2 separate regions of the Triticum aestivum genome follow, and region 2 is linked to region 1. Evidence: chromatin contacts called from public Hi-C data. All regions are on one chromosome and are shown on one strand. The core of a region is the stretch at or near the end of the contact, and the rest is flanking DNA. Distances in the headings are between cores, read along the strand shown. Region 1 holds the start of LOC123116205 (glutamate receptor 2.7). Region 2 holds the start of LOC123112036 (glutamate receptor 2.9).

Region 1 (3,262 bases), core at 158-2,657:
TGTTTAACACGCGGAAGGCCGGCACCGCGAGCTCTCCGTCGATGAGCTCGAACCTGCCGCCGAGGCCCTCGAATGTCGTGTCGTTGATAGCTCGGAGGAGCTTCTCGCCCGATCTTGACTTGCCGACCCCGGAGATGTCGGTGGGGCCGCCCTTGCCGCCTACCAGCCCCGGTGGCGATGATAGGTCGCTGGAGCTGAGTCGCTCTGCCGCGGACGCGACGGCCCATGCGGCGTCGTACGCCCAGACGGCGTAGCAGCCCACCACGGCGTGCTCCGGCTCGTCGTCCGGGTGGTCACGCATGTACCGGCGCACCCACCGCTTCTTGACGTCGCGCAGCCGCGGCGTGGTCGGCACGTAGGGCGCGAGCCCGATGACGCCCTGCGGCGGGTCCACGAAGCCAATGAGGCCCGTGAGCCCATCGGTGATGATCCACGCGTAGCCGGCGCCCGTCATGCCGGCCTCCGCGGCGGCGGCGAACACGCGTCTTGCGACCTCGGCGCGCATGTGCAGCACAAAGACGCGCGTCTGCTCGGACTCCATGCGGTACAGCTCCGCGGCGATGGCGTCGGGGGTCGCCCCTTCCGGGAGCGCGCAGCGGTAGGGGACCTCGGCGCGCGCGTCGGTGAGGGCGCCCACGAGGAAGGGCACGAAGGCGGCGCCGTAGTCGTCGTCCTGGTAGATGGGCACGACGCGGCGCCACCCGAAGTGCGTGGCGAGCGCGGCGACGGCGCCGGCCTGCGCCGTGTCGCTCAGCGCGGCGCGGACGAAGAAGCTCGCCGAGGCGGGCGACACCGACGGGCTGGTGGCCGAGAAGGACACGACGGGGACCTCTGCCCGCGTGGCGAGGTCGGCGACGAAGGCCGACTCGACGGACGACTGCGGGCCGAGGATGGCGCGCGCTCCCTGGCTCGTCATCAGCTGCAGCGCTGCACGCAACGCAATCACGACCATGCACGCACGCACGCGCGAGACGTCAAACGAAACGAGCCGCGGAAAGGAACAGCAGAAGCGGCTGCCGGTCATACGTACCGGCGGACGCGGCGGTGACGACGTCCCCGCCGGAGTCGTGCTGCTGGATCCGAACCCGAGCGGAGGAGTTGGGGAAGGCGGCGTAGAAGTCCTCGAGGGCCATGGAGATGGTGGTCGTGGCGACCTTGCCGACGGGCGAGGCGGCGTCGACGATGAGCCCCACCTTGACCTCCGTCGGCGCGGTCGGCTGCGCCCGCGATGTAACGGTGAAGGAGGCGGCGAGGCCGATCAGGAAGAATAGAAGGTAGGGATGAGCGCGCGCGTCTCCGGCCATGGCGAGATGGAGGAGGGGCGGGAGAGAGCAGGCCAGTCAATTGCTTGGGCGAGACAACTCCTACCAGAGTTTGGTCGCATACTGACTTGTCATTCTTCCTCTTTTTTTTTTTAAGAATTCGATTGGTTGCGCGTGCGGGTTTGACCTCCTTTTGTAGAACCGCGCGCGAGAGAGAACGTGCGGGTTTTGCATTCGTTTCAGTAGTTTCTTTTCTGAAGACACATACGGAGTATGTGTGTGGGAATCAGAGACAAATGTGACGTCTCATTTGGATCGTATCCCAGGCATCTCATCAGTTACTGTCAGCAAAAGCAAGCAGTGACAGCGCCAGAATGCTACACAAAAGTTCAAAAACAAACAAGTAAAACCACTACTCGTTGCATATTCGTGTATACTCCATTTGTTCTAAAATATTTGACTTCCATTTGTTCAAAAATAGATGTATCTATATACTAAACCTAAACTCCTAAAAGTGCCCGTGCACTAAACTGACTTCCCGAGCACACGCGGCGATGGCCGTCCGATCCGTCGCAATCCGTGCGTGGTCGGGCCCAGGTGTAACCTGGTCGGGGCGAGGCCGAGCGTTGCGTCGCGTGGTGGTGCGGCCAGGTGGAATATGGTCGAGACGAAGCGACTCGCTTGGGTGGGGCCCGCCATTATCTCTCTCCCCCACAAACGGCTCTCTCCCTCATTTGGCGGAGTGGGCGGTTTCTTCTTCCCCTCTCCCTCGCCCAAATCGCCCCCAAATCGAAGCCTCGTCGCTGCCCAAATTCGCCATAGTCCACATCGGTTCTCTCAAGAGGCGTTCGGCGTCGCGGGTGGTCGGCGGCCGGAGTTGTTCTCCCGCGCGGCACGCTGGCCGCGGGGAGCGGCTCTCACTCGTGAGCTTGGCGACCGCGCAGTGCTCGACTCGCAGGGTGGCGGACGGTTGCGAAGTGAGGCTGCCCTCGTCGTTTTGTGTGGTGGCGAAGGAAGAAGGTACGACGACACGATTTCTGGCGGTGGGAGTTTCTCCCGTTCGTCACGTTCTGTCTAGGGCACGTAGTGCTTCCATCGATTTGCTAGTCGATTCTATGGTTTTGGTAGGTTTTACCATAGATTACGATGTTTTGGGCAGCGGCGTTGGTTAGGTTAGGTACTGGGGTATCAAATCTCCATATTTGTCCATGTTTGTTAATGCGAGCGACGGATTCGTGTGATTTCATGGTCGAACTAGTTTGAGGGTTCGCGTTCTCCCTCATCCCTCCCTTTCTTTACCCCGTGTAGATGCTTTTTCAGCGTTTTGCTGGTGATTTTTTTGTAGCAGGCAAGTTTATCATGACCATCAGGTGCGTTATGGCACGAGGTGTTAGTAGGTTTTCTCGTGAGCGGGCAAGTTCATACCAATCGTCAAATTTATGGCACACAGGTGTTTTTTTAGTGTTTCCTCAGAGCAGGCAAGTTCATGCCATTTGTCAGGCAACTTATGTGCACACAGTTGTTTTTATTTTTGTACTTACTGGTGCCGGGCAAGTTCATGCCAACCGTCAGGCAACTTATGGCAAGGTTTTTTTTGTGTTGATAGGAGTGCTGATAATCTGACATTTTTTCATGTTGATAATCAGCAAATTGCTAGATAACCATGCAGTTTTCATCCTAATAATCAGGCAATTTGCATGCTTATAATCAGACATTTCCGCATGCCATTTTTTGTACTTTGTATTTGTATGCTGATAATCAGACATTTTTTTCATGGTGATAATTTTTTTGGTATGTAACTGCTTTCTTTACAGGTAAAGATGACTAAACCAAGTAAAAAGCATGATCAACAGCAGTCAGCAGAGTCACCGCTTGACTTGGTTCCACCTCCCATTTCCAAAGCTGAACGGGGGGTATTCCTTCTAATTTTTGCTACGTAAACAACACTTGCTTTGGTTGCTACATTTTTTTGTTAAGGAACTTGTGATTTCATTGCAGGA
Region 2 (3,240 bases), core at 694-3,193, 140 kb after region 1:
AATGAGGTGCCTGGATTCTCTAATCGATACTTCCTGCGCCATCTCTGTCTAAAGTTTTGAAGTTCCACGGTATCTTGAACATGAGGTTTCACCCCAAGAACTCCTTGCATCACATCAAGTGCCGGCGAACCAACCACATCAAAGATATCTGTCAAGCCATACGCGGTAATCCAGACAAAGCCCTGGCTCATCATCCCTTCCTGTTTGGCAAGCTGAAAAAACTTATGCGCTAAAGTATGCGACATACGCACAACAAATACGCTTGTCCAATTCCGTTTCAAGTTTGAGATAGCTGTCTTCATATCATCCTCTGTAGCTGAAGGATGGATCTTGCACCTGTATGAAACACGAGTGTCGACTTGTTTGAGGGCATCAATAAGGTCGGGAATGAATTTGATATTGGTATCATCATCATCCTCATAGACAGGGACAACTTCCCTCCAATTGTATTTCTGAACAAGTGAGGCAATAGCCTCTGCTTGAGAGGAGTCATTCCATGCAGTCCGGATGAAGTATGGTGTTAGGCCCGATCGTGACGGGCAATCTGCGGAGAATGAAATTATCGGAACCGTTGATTTGTTCCCCAGCTCCGCGAGAAATTTAGCCTGAGTTGAAGTCTGTGGTCCAACAATCGCTTGCACTCGGACATTTTTCAGCAGATCAATGCCTGTAATCCTTATGCATCTTAGAAAGAGATTTCGCAACAAATTAATGCTTTATACTATCAAGCAAATGCAAGGAAACTGTAGGCATGTACATATCAGTACTGGAACTTTTTAATGGTTCTCTCATTGATAACACATGGTAAATTGATTGAAAATCTCTCAGAATAGCAATGTCAGATCTACCCTAACTAACAGCACAAGTAATAACAAATTCACAGGTGCATTTTTCCTTGAAAAAAATAAAGAACAAGTTTGATTGACGGCCCTAGTTTTTCAAGTAAATCGGGAAAGCGTCAAACTCGTATGCTCCAGTTCCAAATCAAACTTGTATGCTCTAGTTGGGGCTCGAGGGCTAAGACATTCCAAATTACTTGCCGCGACGAGCTGGGGGGCGGAGAAGAAGGGGTACCTTCTCTCTATGCCAGATAGGGCAGCGTGACGGCGTCGCGAGAAGCAAGACAAGGAGCCGACTAGCCGAGGGCGAGGCTAGCAGAGCTGCCCCGACCGCCGACGGGGAAAATGGCAACGGCGCCGGCGCCGGCGCCACGCCGATGAGCCGATGGGCCAAACGAGGGTTCGGGGGATAGAGAAATTGGGATGATTCTAAAAAAAACACTCATGCTCGGGCCACAGTAGAAGATTCGGCCCATATTTCAGCCCACGCCCTCCGTCTTCCTCAAAGCTCCGTCTTTCCCAGTTCTCAAAAAAAAAAAAGCTCCGTCTTTCCCTTAAAAAAAAAAAAGAAGAAGAAGCTTACTGCTCCGTCCGAGAGGGGGAGCCGTTCACGGCGCAACAAATACCTGCGGACGCGGCGTCGACGGCGCCGGGGCCAGTGTCCCGGAGGTGGAGCTTCAGCCTGGTGCGGTAGCGGGCGTGGCTAGCGTCGGCGTAGAAGTCGTCGAGGGCCAGCTCCATGCACGTCCAGCTGGTGTTCCCCACCCACGTCTTCGTGTCCAAGATCACCCCTACGTCCACCACCTGCCGCCGCCGCCGCGGAGGCACCACACCACCCCCCTGCGCCGCGACACCGTAAGCGCCGATCAGCAGAAGCAGGATGACGATGAGAAGGCCGTGGCGCCGGAGGGCCGCCGTGGAGGCCCGGAAGAGCGCCTGCGCCGTCGTCATGGCTGCTATGCTAGCGCTGGTGTGTGCCACTACGTACTTTTGGTGAAGCGGTGGCTTCCGTTGCTCCCTTTACATGCTCACGCTCACGCCAGCCAGTTCGTTTCCTCCATCGGCCATTGACCGGCTACGCGCCTGTCTCCCAAGCTCACACTCAATTGGCTGTGCGTGAGTGACAGGTTGATAGATAGATACGGATAGATTAATGGTGATACCGTTGCTGCCGGCCGTGGAATTCTCCAATCATACTTGTCTTACGTGCTTTTGATTGGTCGAGAAGTTGAGATCGATGGCGTGGTCAAGTTAAGTTGAGTGCGTGCCGCTGGCTCGTTCTTGTGCTGGGTACGTAATTTCGAGAGTGCTGCCTAATGAACAAAACAAACACGAACTTCAGGAAACCAGCTGATGCATGTTACCCCAAAGGTGTGACCATAAACAAATGCAGTCCATGGCGTTCCCAGACGGGACGAGGGGTGCGTGGCCGCCGCGACGTGGGAGCTGCGTGTGGAGCGCGTTGGGTCAGATTAAGTTACTGACCATACTGACGATCCGGGTCTGCCCCTCAACATCAAGGACCGCCCCAAGATCGCCAAATCGCCGTGGTTGGCCGTTGAAGTACTCGGCTCACAGTAGTACTGCTACGTATACTGTTCGTACCGCTGGAGTTTTCTGCAGCAGCAATTAATCTGCTGATGAGAATTCAAGACCGTTTACGCGCTAAATCAAAGTCAGCGGGTAACGAGCCAGAGATAAGCTCGACTTTCTTTTTCAAGGGAACAAGCTCGAGGTCGAACGACGGGGAATTAATGGTCACACAGAGAGGATTTCAGAGCAGGCGGTGTGTGGAGGAAAAGGACGCTATCTATCCTATCACGCGGTGGCCGTGGGTTGGACATGGGATTTTCTAGTCCTGCTTCTTCCCGTCCCGGTCGTCTGGACGAACAGTCAAACGTTTGGCTGGTTTTCGTCGTGAGGCTAAAGAGAAGACCCTGGTGGTATCAAGCGAGGTGGGGTTGCGGTGGGTCTCGAGCGAGGTGGTATCAAGGTATGTGATGCCGGGGCGGCGGCCCTGGTGGTGGTTCCGCGGTGCTCATGGACGGAGCCCGTGGTTAGGTGCTGCCCGTCGGCCATGGTCGTGTGGAGCTTTACCTGGTCCAACAAGAGAGCGGAGCCAGCACCTCTGCTACTGCCCTCTCTGCTACAACCTCTGACCACGTGCTCATTGGTGTGAATTTCTCAAGGGAAACACCGAAAAGCTCTTTCTTTCATTTTGAAACCACTGGCTGCATATCCCGGAGGTCAGAAATCTGATAACACAGAGCTGGAAGAGAGGTACCAGACCACTCGCGTCAGCTGCTACTTTGATCAGTTTCAAACTCAGAAGGACAAGGGCTGCTATCAGGGTCTAGGAACGCAAGAAATCACCCATGCAGGAAATTCTAGCCAACTGCAA

What was found. A called contact is a pair of places that touch in the nucleus more often than the background predicts.
Region 2: a Hi-C map of leaf shows a contact between it and region 1, with 8 times the contacts expected there. The contact joins the promoter of LOC123112036 here to the promoter of LOC123116205 in region 1. A contact is called at or near these places in 2 of 5 Hi-C or Micro-C datasets (both in leaf).

What each region holds. Positions count from the first base shown.
Region 1 is chr5B:394,115,160-394,118,421 of IWGSC CS RefSeq v2.1, forward strand. It overlaps LOC123116205 (glutamate receptor 2.7), which reads right to left and starts at 1,408. Exons shown (of 3, transcript XM_044537199.1): 1 at 1,031-1,408; 2 at 1-927. The coding sequence starts at 1,304.
Region 2 is chr5B:394,254,483-394,257,722 of IWGSC CS RefSeq v2.1, forward strand. It overlaps LOC123112036 (glutamate receptor 2.9), which reads right to left and starts at 1,944. Exons shown (of 4, transcript XM_044532940.1): 1 at 1,466-1,944; 2 at 1-667. The coding sequence starts at 1,790.